Regions from separate parts of the Mus musculus genome. Here regions 2, 3, 4 and 5 are each linked to region 1. The links are chromatin contacts, called in public ChIA-PET and capture Hi-C maps. All regions are on one chromosome and are shown on one strand. The core of a region is the stretch at or near the end of the contact, and the rest is flanking DNA. Distances in the headings are between cores, read along the strand shown.

What was found. ChIA-PET counts read pairs in DNA pulled down with a chosen protein or histone mark. Capture Hi-C pulls out chosen DNA fragments and counts their contacts.
Region 2: an RNA polymerase II ChIA-PET map of memory CD8 T cells shows a contact between it and region 1, with 6 read pairs. The contact joins the promoter of Acp5 here to the promoter of Ilf3 in region 1.
Region 3: an RNA polymerase II ChIA-PET map of memory CD8 T cells shows a contact between it and region 1, with 6 read pairs. The contact joins the promoter of Zfp653 here to the promoter of Ilf3 in region 1. A contact is called at or near these places in 1 of 39 promoter capture datasets (liver) and 1 of 115 datasets of contacts at active chromatin or transcription factors (memory CD8 T cells).
Region 4: an RNA polymerase II ChIA-PET map of memory CD8 T cells shows a contact between it and region 1, with 17 read pairs. The contact joins the promoter of Prkcsh here to the promoter of Ilf3 in region 1. A contact is called at or near these places in 3 of 39 promoter capture datasets (liver and pre-B cells) and 2 of 115 datasets of contacts at active chromatin or transcription factors (memory CD8 T cells and pancreatic cancer cells).
Region 5: a capture Hi-C map of macrophages shows a contact between it and region 1, with 3 times the contacts expected there. The contact joins the promoter of Plppr2 here to the promoter of Ilf3 in region 1. A contact is called at or near these places in 1 of 39 promoter capture datasets (liver), 1 of 484 Hi-C or Micro-C datasets (embryonic stem cells) and 2 of 9 other capture datasets (macrophages and pancreatic islet).

What each region holds. Positions count from the first base shown.
Region 1 is chr9:21,366,430-21,369,185 of GRCm38.p6, forward strand. It overlaps Ilf3 (interleukin enhancer binding factor 3), which reads left to right and starts at 1,442. Exons shown (of 20, transcript NM_001042707.2): 1 at 1,442-1,670. Gm36198 (a long non-coding RNA gene) reads right to left here. Exons shown (of 3, transcript XR_870570.3): 1 at 2,162-2,756; 2 at 60-1,142.
Region 2 is chr9:22,130,483-22,133,238 of GRCm38.p6, forward strand. It overlaps Acp5 (acid phosphatase 5, tartrate resistant), which reads right to left and starts at 1,383. Exons shown (of 5, transcript NM_001102404.1): 1 at 1,255-1,383.
Region 3 is chr9:22,069,981-22,072,736 of GRCm38.p6, forward strand. It overlaps Zfp653 (zinc finger protein 653), which reads right to left and starts at 1,396. Exons shown (of 9, transcript NM_177318.3): 1 at 1,069-1,396. The coding sequence starts at 1,361. It overlaps Ecsit (ECSIT signalling integrator), which reads right to left. Exons shown (of 9, transcript NM_001253897.1): 9 at 2,266-2,600. The coding sequence ends at 2,344. It overlaps Gm16845 (predicted gene, 16845), which reads left to right and starts at 1,022. Exons shown (of 3, transcript NR_040407.1): 1 at 1,022-1,184.
Region 4 is chr9:22,001,643-22,004,398 of GRCm38.p6, forward strand. Prkcsh (protein kinase C substrate 80K-H) reads left to right here and starts at 1,346. Exons shown (of 18, transcript NM_008925.2): 1 at 1,346-1,446; 2 at 1,757-1,895; 3 at 2,035-2,151. The coding sequence starts at 1,817. It overlaps Ccdc151 (coiled-coil domain containing 151), which reads right to left and starts at 992. Exons shown (of 13, transcript NM_029939.3): 1 at 604-992. The coding sequence starts at 832.
Region 5 is chr9:21,935,629-21,938,384 of GRCm38.p6, forward strand. Plppr2 (phospholipid phosphatase related 2) reads left to right here and starts at 1,382. Exons shown (of 10, transcript NM_001290299.1): 1 at 1,382-1,530. It overlaps Ccdc159 (coiled-coil domain containing 159), which reads left to right. Exons shown (of 13, transcript NM_025977.3): 13 at 168-244. The coding sequence ends at 172.

The sequences.
Region 1 (2,756 bases), core at 192-2,691:
GACAGACAGACATACAGACAGACACTGAGAAAGGCTGAAAGAAAAAATAGTTTACTAACGTCTGTCTGCAGGGGCTGGGGAGGCGCCTCAGAAGTAACTCCAGTTCTGGAAGATTCAACACTCTCTTCTGACTTTCAGTGGACCCTGGCACATATGTGATGCACAGACACAACCTGTTGCAGACATACACGCAGTCAAAACACTAAACACATTAAAAAAAGGAATTAAAAATCCATCTGAAAACCCTCAGGCAAACCGTATTAACCATGTCTACCACTTGGCGGCGCTGTTAGAACAGGTGTGTCATTTAGAGCGTATTCCAGATCAGAAGCACCTCAGGTCTCCTACAAATGGGTTCATTTAGAACTTTTTCCTCAAGTTCAGACTTTGGTGAGGTAGGTCTCTAAAACCTAGGAAGGAAGAAAAAAAGCCAGACACCAACTCTGATAGCAGCAATAAATCCCTATAGATGGACACCAGATATGAAGAGCTCCGGACCTGGGAGTTTGAGAGCTTTGTTCTGTTCATCCTTGCCTGGAATTTGCCTGTTTTGTGTGTGTGGTACGGGGGTCTGACCCACGGCCTCCTATGCTAAGGACTCTTTTTCTTTTTTTTTTTTTTCGAGACAGGGTTTCTCTGTGTAGCCCTAGCTGTCCTGGAACTCACTTTGTAGACCAGGCTGGCCTCGAACTCAGAAATCCTCCTGCCTCTGCCTCCCAAGTGCTAGGATTAAGGCCTGCGCTACGGCTGCCCGGCGCTAAGCACTCTTAACACAGGGGCAATCTATTAAACCCTCAGTTGCCTAGTGACATGGTCTTATTTGTAATCTAGCGATATCAAAGTGGAGGCAGAATCTTCGAGTTTAAAGCCAGTGTGGGTAAAATAGCAAAACTGTATCTCAAAAATACAAAAATGAGGAACGGTGAGATGGCTCAGCAGCCTGACAGCGTGAGTAGGAGCCCTGGACCAGTGTTGACAACCGCATGTGCCAGTCTTTCAATGCAGTGTGGATCAAGGTACGGAGACTGACTTCGAATCATGGCGCACGCGCACTCCCAGGAACGCACACGAACTGGAGTCGTCAGAAGGGCCCACCCCTGCTCCATTGCGTCACGTGATAACGGTCGCTCGGAAAAAACCGCCTTTGGAAAAAACAAACGAAATGGATGGGCTCCCGTCAGGTGATTCGGGTCTACCAATAGTGAAAACGAGTCAAGAAACAACAAGAAAGGCCTGTCACGTGATGGAAGCGAAGCCAACCACGGTCACGTGGCCGACCAAACCCGTGAGAGAACTGGCCCGACGTTGACGTCACGCCAACAGACCCAGTCGCTAAGTCAACGTCACGTGATGTGCCCTCCCCCGCCCCTTTCGTCTCACCCGCCTACTGGGGGTTGGGCCTAGGTGGATCGCCCACGTGATGCGGGGGCGGGCCGCTGCCAGTCACGTGGCCCTGCACCTCCCCGGCGCGCGCCCGCCCGCCCGCTCGCTCGCCCCCGGTCCCCGGCTCCTCCTCCTCCTTTTCTCGCCATTGCAGTTGGGACTGAAGCAGCCCCGGCGAAAACCGCGTGGCTTTTTTTTTTTTTTTTGAGGGGGGTTGTGAAGACTCCGGAAGGCTCGTGGCAGGAGGGCGGCGGCGCCTGAAGGCGAAGGACGGGAACACCGGCAAGGTAAGTGGCAATGTGGCGTCTCCCGCCTCCGCCCCTCCCCCCTCCCGTTCTCCCACTTGTCAGCGATGGCTGGGCCAAGAGGACGCTAGTGACAGGTCTGTTGCCATCCCGCCGACCCTCCCCTTCGCTCGGCTCTTCCATCTCTCAGCGTCTCGCTCCTTCCTCCTCCGGCCTCGCTCCCGCGCTTGGCCGTTACTCTTCCCCCATTGTGCCGAGGAAACAAAATGGCGGAGGCAGTGCCCCCGTGCGCGCGCATCCATTCTCCCCCCTTCGTGGCCCCCTCGGCCCAGGCCTGGGCGCTGCCCCCGGGGGGTGCGCACGCACTGTGGTACTCTCCCCTCTCCACGGGCCGCTTACTTTCCCCCAGCCCGAGCTTTTGTCTGTTGCTTTGGCCTCGCGCACGCGCGCACGTGTTGGAGCACACACCCCCTCATATCTAGAGCATCCCAGCCGGCGCAGAAGGGAAAATCTCCTTCCTTTACCCGCTTTACCTCTTTGTTCAGGTACATCCCTGGCTTCTAGGAGGATGCCAGGTTCATCCCAGTTCCTATGGCGGGAAACATGTCTTCTTTGTCCTGAACACGGTCCTGAACAGGGTCCCTGGAAAAGGAGACATGTAGGACTTCTTTCGTGGTTCTCCCTCAGGTTTCTGTGGGTGGGATACTCTGCTGGTTGATTATAGAGTTCTACCACTATTCTACGAGTGGTAGCTAGTGCAGTCACTCAGCCTGCGAAATGAAGTGTGAGGAACAGCAGCAAAGGAGAAAGGCCACTGCAGGTACCACTGCTCTTGTCCAGTAGAGCTGAGAGGTCTTTGACCCTTAGCTGACATGTTGTGGTAGCTCCTGGTTGCTGAGGTATGTGAATGGGATCTGCAGGCCCTAGTTTTGTTTTGTTTTTTTGATTTTTCGAGATAGAGTTTCTCTGTATAGCCCTGGCTGTCCTGGAACTCACTTTGTAGACCAGGCTGTCCTGGAACTCAGAAATCCGCCTGCCTCTGCCTCCCAAGCGCTGGGATTAAAGGCGTGCGCCACCACGCCCGGCAGACCCTAGATATTTTGGCTGTCTAGAAGTCTGCAGTCCAGA
Region 2 (2,756 bases), core at 133-2,632, 760 kb after region 1:
CCCCCACAGGCCTCTTCCACCTCGCTCCTCTGACACTTACCCTGGAGGAAGCACAGGTGGTCAGAGAGGCTGCAAGAGGCAGTTAAGCTCCTGGACCAAAAGCGGTGATCACCGAGTCTTTATTCTCTGGGGCAGAAGTGCATCATTGGGAAAGATGATGCATTTTCTCCGAGGATTGTCCAGAAGCCCTCCCCTTGGGTCATGTGAGCACTGGACTTCCCCAGAACTGGAAATGGGGCTGGGGCGGGGGCACCCAGGCCAGACTGAGCCGTGAAAAGTTTCTCGAAGCCAGCACAGTCAGCCAGGGTCTGATGGTAATGTGTACTGGGCATCTGTAGGTCCCGAGTTTGACTGTTCACTGCACTGAGGCTGTTCTAGGCTGAACGTCTGTGTTTTCACACCCTTGGCTGTCTGTAACTCGCTGTCACTTTTTCTGGGTGGGTGTCTCGACTCTAGCATGGGAACCTCAGTGGCTTGCCTGTGACATACACTCCAATTATTTTTTTTTTTTTGTTTTTGTTTTGAGACAGTGTCTCAAGAAGCCCAGGCTATCCCTAACTTCCTCCCTGGGTAGCCAAAGATGAGCCACTTCCAAGTGTTGGAATTACAGGCCTAAATAATTCCTCTGTGGCGCCCATGTAACAGCCCCCTGTCTCCTCTGTGTTTTGTAAGTCCTAGTGCAAATTGTGTATCTGGAGTCATCTAAGTGTGGGACTGTCTCCGAGTTCCCCCTCGCCATCATAAACAGCAGCAATAACTGCCTTTTCCAGGAAGTTCTGTCCACACTCTTCCATGGCCTTTCCCACACCCGGTTTCCAGCCTAAGGAACTTCCAGAAGGCACACACCACGTGGCTGGCTGTAGCCTTTTGACCTTGGCACCTACAGCAGTCAGCTGCAGGCTGTTTCGACCGCAGAGCCCAGCGCTGTGGTGGGTGTGGCCAGCTTCCCACCTCCTCCCCTCCCTCCTTAACTTCACAAGCCGCCCAATCTTTCCAGACTCCTTCCTTGAACACTCACCACCAACCCCTCCGGTCCCTGCAAGCTCGGATTCTGGAATCTCTCGTTCCGTGCTTTGCATAAAGGCTCAGAGAGGGTCAGCGACTCACCCCAGGTCACCCAGCGAAGAGTTTGCCTTGCATTCCCCACTCGCACCTCTCAGTAGAGGCGAACAGGAAGGAAGTGGGGTGGCCCCAACAGACAGAGACCCCCTCCCCCGTGGGAGGCAGAGCAAGGGCCTGGCGGGCGAGTCTCACCTTGGCGGTGGGTCCAGGACAAGCTGTGCTACCCAACTGAGCTGCGGATTCGCGGCGGGTCGCTCCGGGCTGCACGAGTTGGGAAGAGGCGGCGCGGGCCAGCCTTCGCCCACGGCTCCCTGCCTGCCCTACAGAGTCCAGAGTTGCAGAGGGCGGGTGCCTCGGTTTCCCCGCCCCAATCCTGCCTCAGCCATTACCTGGCGCCTCGCCTCCAAGGTTCAGAGTCCCAGGAGTTAAGGGAGACCCGGGACCTGATTTCAATACCACCTGCCTTCGACTTTTGGGGTGCTCACAGCCTCTGGTGGCCGCGCAGGGGAGGTCCAGCCCCGGACTGAGCCAGGCTCGGTCTCCCGGTCTTTAAAATGGGTGAGAAGATACCAGGCTGGTGGCAGGTCAGCGGTGGAGGGCTTGCTTGGCCCCAGAGCGGCTCGGGTTCCATCCCAGCAGTGGGTTTGGGGCGCGCGGGGGGGCGGAGGAGGGGATTTGACTGAGCTATCTGTGCCAGATAACAGCCACCTGTAAAACAGGCCTTCAAGATTGATCGGGAGAGAAGGAATTTAGGCAGAGAGGGACCCAGAGGGGCGGAGCAAAGCCATCCTCTTCCGCACACTGCAGGTCTTTCCTGTTATTTCAAACAAGAAATTTTGCCGGTTTGCAGGGAGGCTGGGGTGTGACTCAGTTGGTAGAGTGCGTGCCAACACGTACGAAGCCCTAGGTCACAGACGCAGGCCGGTATACACCAGGTGCGCAGTGTAACCCTGGGCCGTGGAGGTCAGAGGGTCAAGAGTTCATGATAAATCTCAGCTCCATAGCAAGTTCAAGACCTGAGACTGTCTCATTCATAAATAAATAGGTTGTCCTTAGAATTCCACAAAATAAAGCTGGGCCAGAATGGGACTCACTTCTTTAATCCCATCACTCGAGAGGCGGAAGCAGATCTCTGAGTTAAAAGGCGGCCTGATCTATATAGCAAGTTCCAGGATATCCACAGCTACACAGAGAAACCCTGTCTCTAAAACCAAAACAAAACCTAAACAGAACAACAAAGGAATCCCAAAGAATAAAGTCTGGCGATGGGCCTTCGAGATGGCTCAGAGCGGCACTTTCTGGCAAGACTTGAGAGCCTGAGTTCCATCAGGTTTCCGGAAGGAGAGCACCGGCTCCCAAAAGTTGTCCTCTGACCTCCACATCCGGGTTGTTGCCCTACCAATAATAAGTAAGTAAATAAATGTAATAAAGATTTAAAGAGTCCTGGTGTGGTAGATCATGTCTGTTAATGGCAGGAGGATTGGAGTGAGTTTGAGACAACTGGGCTAAATAGGGAGGACTGGGTCAGCCTGGGCTAAAGTGTGAGATCCTGTCTAAAAAATACACTTCCCCAAAAAATGAATTCCTGAGAAAAAGAACATAATCCCAGGGGTTGCTATCTTTCACATGCCCAGTGCACTCATAACTGTACACTGCTCCAGTGGTTATCTCTCACATAGCCCAGTGCACTCATA
Region 3 (2,756 bases), core at 146-2,645, 700 kb after region 1:
CACACCATGCAGCTACTGGCTGGGGAAGCTGGGGCAACAGCTGGAGTCCCAGGGTGAGCTTTCCCTCCATGGCTTAGCATCCAGCTTGTCTTCCCACTGTGGACACCTGCACTGTGAGACAGCAGGAGTAACCTCTATTGGAAATGCTCCACCTTCTAGCTGTTCTTAAGGGCATGGGGTTTTTACTCTTGGGCACTTCTGCTGTCCTTGTCTCTTCCTGGAGGACACTGAGAGAGACATGCTTGAGTCTCAAACAGGAGAGGCCATCTACACTTTCAGAGCCTGCTTCTCAGTGTGGCAAGCTGCACATGACAGTTTACCAATAGGTCTGACAACTACAGCGTGGTGAACCATTCATGGTCTTAGTCTGATCCCTAGAGGGCACGTGGTAGAAGAGGACTAGCTCTGCAAAGCTGTCTTCCCACCTCCTTATGTGGGCCTACATACACCACACACGCACACATACACAAGAATAAAAGTGCCCTCACACCAAGCCTGGCACATGCCTTTAGTCCCAGCACTCAGGATGCACACAAGTAACCCTGACAAGGTTGTTGAAACAGGTGGCTGGGTTAAGGCTGCTTTCTTGTTGAGGATCCGGGTTTGGTTCCCACAACCTACATGGTGGTTCACAATGGTGGTTTCTGGGGATCCGACACCCTTTTCTGACCTCTGCAGGTAGTTCATGCACGTGGTACACATATATCCACGAAGGCAAGGCACTCATACGCAGAAAATCAGAGTGCCCAGCACCTTTGGAGGTTTACACCTGAGAGCCAGCCCCAGGCCAGGCCAGTGGAGGCGGGTCGACTCTTCAGACGGGCCAGTCGGAGCTTCCGAAGGCGGGCAGAGGGGTGGGGCACAGGCTTGCATTGGGTAGTCAATGGGTCGGAGGCGGAGCCGCGAGGAGGCGCGTGAGGGGTCTGGGTTGCCTAAGCCCGAGACCGAGGGCCGCCAGGCGGCCCGGGGGTGGGGCTTCACGCTCCGGGGGCGGGGCCGCTGCCCTTTTCGTCCCTCCCCCGGCTTCTTCTCTCCCTCCCTCCCTCTCCCGGCCCCGCGCCCCCTTACCCGTGGCGACCGCTACGCTGGCCACGCTCCAGCGAAATGAGGTAGGCGGCAAGTTTGGCGTCGCTCCAGCCGCTGCGGCGTCTCAGGTCCACCCAGGGGCCGTGCGCCTCGCCCAGGTACACGCGCCGCACGTCGTACTTCTTCCGGGACTCGAGCCGCCTCCGGGCCCGGTCCGACTCGGTGAGCCGCGGCCGGCCCCGCGCCTTTCTGCCTGCCGCGCCTTCCTCTGCCGCCGCCTCCCCGCCTGCGCCCGCCTCCGCCTCCGCCCCGGGCTCTGGAGCCCGCTCCGCCATCCCCCCCTCCCTGGTTACCGGCCTCCCCCGTTGTTAGGAGCCTCGACCGGAAGTGGCGCGCCTAGTCTGCGCCGCCGGGAGATTTCTCACAGGGTCTTCTCTGCCCGCGGCGCCAAACGGGGACAACTAGCCATAGCTGCGCATGCGCGTAGTCCGTCCGGCCCAGGCCATGGAAGTGCGTTCTGTTGACAAGTCAGTTATTTGGGAGGTAGAGGCACTGGGTACTGAAACTCAGGTAATCCTTGCCTCTCTATTGAATTCTTCGGCAATGTGATTAAAGATTTTTTCAAAAGGGCTGGAGAAATGGCTCACTGGTTAAGGGCACTCACTGCTTTTCCAGAGGACCTGCGCTCAAATTCAGCACCTACATGGCAGCTAGAACTGTCTGTAATTCCAAGATCTACCATTCTCACATAAACATATATACATGCAGAACACCAATGCACATAAAATAAAGGTAAATACATTTAAAAGATGTTTTTAAAGGCCAACAAGTCGGCTCTGCAGGTAAGGTGATGGCTGGCATACTTGACAATCTGAGTTACATTTCCGAGATTCACAGGGTCATATATCGGAACAGACTCCAGCAAATGGTCTTCTGACCTCCACACATCCCTCCCATACCATAAATATATAAATGGATTTTTTTTTTTTTTTTTGGTTTTTCGAGACAAGGTTTCTCTGTGTAGCCCTGGCTGTCCTGGAACTCACTCTGTAGACCAGGCTGGCCTCGAACTCAGAAATCTGTCTGCCTGCCTCCCGAGTGCTGGGATTAAAGGCGTGTGCCACCACGCCCATCTATAAATGGAATTTTTGAAAAGACAAGTTTAAAAAAGGGTCCCAAGGTGGTAAACCCAAAAGAGCCCATGCAGAACATACGAAGGGAAGCCACAGGGCCAGGGAAGAGGTTTTGATTTTTTTATTTTCTCCATATTATTTCATACCAGCCCAGTCTTTTCTCCTCATGCCAGCTCTATCTGACTCAACTTTGCCCCTGCTGCTGCTCTGCCTGAATGGTCTCATCATCTTCCTCAGGCCCCTTGGGAGGACTGTGGGGAGGGGACTGTCCCTCCAGCCTTGAAGTTGTCAGGAGCTCCCCCGTGGACCTGGCCAGGCGGAATACCACTGGGATCTGTGCCAGGGTTGGGTTGGTCTCCTGCAAGCCTTGGATCCACTTGATCAATGTTGCCTGATCATGGGCACCAGCCATGCACATGGCGAAGACAGGGCCTTCTGTCACTGTTAGGAGAAGAGTTTGTGTCTCACCACTGTGACGTACTCTGAGCACCTCCATGAGTTCACAGCCAGCTCCCTGTGCCACATAAATGTTCTACATTTCCCTTGGCCATGCCACCCGCTGCTCAGATACTATCAAGAGACTAAGTTTGAGCCCTA
Region 4 (2,756 bases), core at 96-2,595, 640 kb after region 1:
GATATAACTCAGCAAAGTGCTTGAGTAGCATGAATAGAGCCCTGGGTTCCAGCCTCAGCACCGCATGATGCCCGCATGGTGGCACATGCCAATCACCCAAAAAGGTGGAGCTAGGTCTCCTTTGAGTTCAAGCTAGCCTGGGCCACATGAGGCTAACTCTCAAAAATAATTTAATAAATAAATAAAATTTGGGTGGGAGGGATAATGGCTCAGTGGTTAAGGACATTTGCTGCTCCTGCAGAGCGAGGAAGGTTGTTAGTCTCAAGCACCCACATTGGTCAGCTCATAAACACCTGTAACTCTAGCTCCAAGGGATCCAATGCCTTCTCCTGGCATCTGAGAGTACTGCACTCTGCCCACAGAAACGCAAAACAGAACAATAAATAAAGAAAAACAAACTCTAGAATCTGTGCTTTTCACTCACCCATATGCACATTAGAAGAGGTAATAGTACAAAGAAATGGGAAAGAAAGATAAGATTTGAGTGTTTGTTTCAAGTTGGTCACATAGACTCGTGCTGGAGAAACACATAGCGCCTACTCAGAAGACCTGGTGGGCACGGTTGATCCCGGATCCTTCGGTGCAGTCTGCAGCCATACTTACCTAACAGTTGGATTTTTCTTTGTAACTCAAGCACCTGTGCGTGCACAGAAGACTTCATTGCATGGAAGGAGGTTGCTGACTTGGGATGATGTGCAGGCCAGGCCTGTGCCCGGCCCATAGACTTGCTTCGGTGAACCTTACTGCCTTTGGCTTTGGAAGAGGGCGCTGGAGCTTGCTCCGGGCTAGTCACCGTGGTGGTCGCGGCTGCCCAGCACAGGGGGGACGTCATGGTGATCGGGTTAAGGTCGGGAAGCCTCTAAGGGGTAGGAGAATAACTACAAGTTGGCCTCTATAATCCAGGATCCTAAACGCTGGTTCCCTAGGCTCTGGGAATGCACTTCTGCTAACTGCCTGGCTGCGGGCCTCTTAGCATCTCCCGGTTGCTAAGTAACTTCCTCCCCCCGCCCACGTTCCCAAGGAAACCGCCCGCGTTACACTCCACTGCTCTTATTGGCTGACTCGGTTCGGAGGGGCGGTCCCACAAAGAGGCCCAGCGAAAGAGAGGCGCGAGCGTAGCGGTCACGTGACGCCTGCGTGTTCGCTGGCAGTGGCCAGTAACCCGCCACTCCCAAGATGGAGGCACGTTACGCCGCCATTAAGCGCTACACTTCCGATCTGTTCTAAGGTTAGGTCTTCATGTTCCTACTCAAGATGGCCGCCTCAGCGCCCGCACACGCACTCTTGCCACTCCTAACATGGCGTCCCGGAGTTGCCGTTCGCCAAGAGGGATGAGCAAAACGGAAGTGACGTATCCGGAGCGTTCCGTTCTCTTATTCTACTGCAGGAACCGTGGCTGCTGAGCTAACCTGGTGTGGTGGCTATTGACCTTTGCCTCTACCTCGCGTAGGTGATGAAGTAGCGATGGGAGGAAGGCACCCTAGTTTCTTATAGGTTGCAGCAGGGTGGGTGGTGTGGAGGGATCGTAAATCCTTTGAACCTTTGGCGGGAGTTGCCCATTTCACCTCTTTACCGAGAGACCTATGGTTTTGAGTTCACTTTGAGACTCTTCCACTGGCTCGGGGCGGAGAGACGCCCCTTGCCCTTGCACTTCCAACTCCGATTGTGCCCTCCTTTTCCGGAAGCAGTGGTGAGGCCGGTCTTGGGTAAGCTGCCTTCTCCCAATGATTAGATGCTTCTTCATTCTTTCCTACAGTGAGAGGCCATCGCGTATCTTCCTGCCGCATAACACACTTCCGGTCTCGGCCCGGACGGGATGCTGCTGCTGCTGCTACTACTACTACCCCTCTGTTGGGCTGTAGAAGTTAAGAGACCCCGGGGCGTTTCCCTCAGCAGTGAGTCTCTTCTTTGTGCATCGGGAGGGGCGTTTCAGCCTTTTTCCTCCGTTTCCCGTAGCATTTCAGCTGGTGAGTGAGTGGGACAGAGGTAATATTTATTTAAGATCTGAGCAGAGCTTCTTGTTTCCCTCACCAGACCATCACTTCTATGAAGAATCTAAACCTTTCACCTGTTTGGACGGCACAGCCACCATCCCATTCGATCAGGTGAACGACGACTACTGCGACTGTAAGGACGGTTCAGATGAGCCTGGTGAGCGTTTGCATTTGCCCATCGCCCATTAAATGAGCCTGCTAAGCGCAGATGCCCCAAAGAACTTGGATCTCACTCTCCTGTTGCTTCCTGCTCAGTGAGCAGAAGCAGGCACAGAAACAAGATCCCTGTTGGCTTGGATTAGCTGAGGGGCAGTGTTTGTAGGTGCCAGTCCTGGTTTCCATTCCCTATCAAAGGAACAAATGTCCAGGTGTATGACCAAGTCAGCAAATGTCATTGCAGGAACCATGAATGGCATTCAGGAGGAGGTGAGGTTTCGAGTCAGGAAGAGCCAACAGAAGACCCTCTCAGAAGTGGGAGGAGGAGGGAAACTGAATGGCCTTCTAGGGATTGATGAAGGCAAAGAGGAGTGGAGGGGAGTTGCCTGGCCTTTTTGAAGGGCCTCCGGAGAAGCTGGGGAATACTGGAGGATTGTGTTGCTGGCCCCTGAAGATACAGTTTCTTCTTGGTTGTGCTTTAGTTTATTTTTGTTCTGGAGACACAGTCTCTGGTGGCCCAGCCTGGCCTTGAGCACACAGTGTAGCTGAGAATGACCTGGACCACGGGTTATCCTGTGATCACCACCAGAGTGCTGGGATTACAGA
Region 5 (2,756 bases), core at 132-2,631, 570 kb after region 1:
GTACAGACCCTACTCAGCCCCTCTCCATCCCTTACCATCTGGCCCACTTGTGATTCCCACAGTGTAGGCCTCGAGGCTGGCACTCTATCTGGGCATTTGGTCCCTGGTTGGCAACCCTGAGTTCTCCTGGTTCAAACCAGACCACGACCTACCTTCTCTCCCTGTAGCTTGAGCAGCTGGGACTGCTTGCCCTGAAGATCCCTCCAGAGAGAAAATAAACTAGCTGAGACCTTTCTCCACCCTGGACTTTTGCACCTGCTGGTTCAAGAGTCTGGGGTCCTCCCCATGCCAGATAACTCTGTTATCTCAAAGGATGCAGAGACTGGCATGACAGTGAGACAAGACTTAGGGTGTAATTAGTTGGGCGTGTGATCCAAGGAGGTAGGTGGAAGTAAGCATATCACTTTAAAGTTAATACAGCAAGTATGAAACCAGCCTGAGCCACAGGCGACCTTGTCTCAAAAACAAAGAAATGAGCCAAACAAATGGCTCACTGGGCAAAGGCACTGGCCACCAAATCTGAAGACCTGAGTTTGATCCCAGGGACACTCATAAAGGTAGAGAACTGACTCATGCAAGTTGTCCTCCAATCTATAAATGCACACGGGCACACACCTTGATAAATAAATGTAATTAAAAAAATTTTTTTTAAAGACAGGGTTTCTCTAGCCCTGGCTGTCCTGGAACTCTCTCTGTAGACCAGACTGGCACGGAATTTATAGAGATTCATCTGCCTCTGCCCCCGGAGTGCTGGGATTAAAGGCATGTGGCCACTACTGCCCAGCAAATAAATGCAATTTTAAAAATTTAGAAAACACAAAATCAGGACACCGCTTGCCTAGCATGCAGGAAACTTTGCGTTCCAATCCTATCACACAAACCAGATGTGATGGAATAGGTCTGAAGTTCCAGCACTCAAGGAGATGGAGGCAGGAAAATCCAATGTTCAAGGCTAGTCTTGGCTACAAAGAAAACTGGAGACCAGCTTGAGCTGCCTGAGACCCTTTCTCAAACACAAAAATGGATCTGGGATGCCATGCGGAGAGGCGTACCAGAGAGTGTTCTTTGAAGAGGCCGAGCTCCTCTCTTCGCCTTTTCTACCTAGCTAGTCCTTACTCTATCTCCACTCTTTTTCCCTTCTAATCTCTGCTTCACGTCCTGCACCGCCTCTTTGATTCATGCAAATGAGCGTTTATAGCCCCGCCCCGACATGATCACAACTCCCCGCCCATCTGTGTTATGCAAATTAAGGGCCCAATGGCCCCGCCTGCCTGGCTAACAAGAGGCTTGGGCCCACTCCACACTGGGTTATGCAAATGTGATCGTGCTCCCGCCCCACTGGGTTATGCAAATAAGGCATCCTGTGGCCCCGCCCCCACCTCGATCACGGAGTCTGCGCGGAGCGGCAAGTCCGGCGGTCCAGACTTCATCTCGGTGTCCGCCTGCCTGACCAGCGATCTATCTGACTGTTCTACGGCGCCGGGACCGTGTAGAGGGAGCGAGGGTTCAGGCGGCGGCGGCCTAGACAGGGTGAGGGAGAAGCGTGGGCGCCCCCTCTTTTTAGCCCGGGGAGCTGCCCAGCCTGGACACGCAGGTCCAGACCATGGACATGGGTCCTTCTGATCCTTTCCCTGTGGGTCCATTGCGGCGAGGGGGGGCGAGGGCGATAGGGGGAGGGGAGGCGGCGATCTAGGGCTTTAGATGGGGTTGGGGGAGGGGAGTCTGGAGAAGGGGACCCCCCCCACCCGGGGGGAGACCTCAAGAGCCAGGCCACAGTGCTGCGAGGGTGGCTGTGGGTGAATGATGGTGTAGTTGCCCCTTGTTGGTGTGTGGTTGTGTAACTGGTTGTGTGGCTGTCTGGCTGTGATGGGTTCGGGTGTGTCCACTGATTGTGTGTGTGTGTGTGTGTGTGTGTGTGTGTGTGTGTGTGTGAGAGAGAGAGAGAGAGAGAGAGAGAGAGAGAGAGAGGAGAGAGAGAATATACACTGGTGTGTGTGTGTTGGTGTGGTGTCTAGTTGTGTGATCTGTCATTTTGTAGTTACTGTTGTATTCCTTCTGATGTTGTGTGTCTGTTTTGCAATCCGGCAGGTGTCTGCTCTTACCTGCCTTTTGTGTGTGCTGCAAGTCCCTGTCGCATATATCCCATATATCCCTACCTGACCATGTGGCTGAGACTGTGGGTGGCACACTGTCTCTGCTATGACTGTGGAGAGGGTGTTCATGTGTGTGATTGTCATTGAGCGCCTTGTAACTGGGGGTGTGACTCTGTGACCCATTCTGTGACTCTTATTGTGTGGAGTGACTCTGCTGTGATTCTAAGTGGTTAGCAACCTTGAGTCTATCTATGGTGGTGACTGTATCAGGACAGGGATTTGTGGGGGGCTGGGCTGTCTTTCTGTGTGTCTCTCTGACTGTGTCTTTGAGGGGGTATGTTCCATCCGTGTGGGTGTCTATGACAGGCCATATGCAAACTGTGTGTGTGTGTGTGTGTGTGTGTGTGTGTGTGTGTGTGTGTGTGTTTAGGGGTGCTGGGGATTTGTGTGAATGAGCAAATCTGGTTTGCTCAGCATGAGACAGGCACCCCACACAGTGTGCTTGGCTCTTGCTGTGGAATGGGTGGATGTCATGTTCTGAGATGTCCCTGTGTGTAGTGTTTGGGATGGAGGCCACGCCTGGGTTATATCTTATGTGGGAGTGCCCATATGGGTGACTCTGCACACCTGGAATCTGGTGACCCTCTCTCCAATATGTCATTC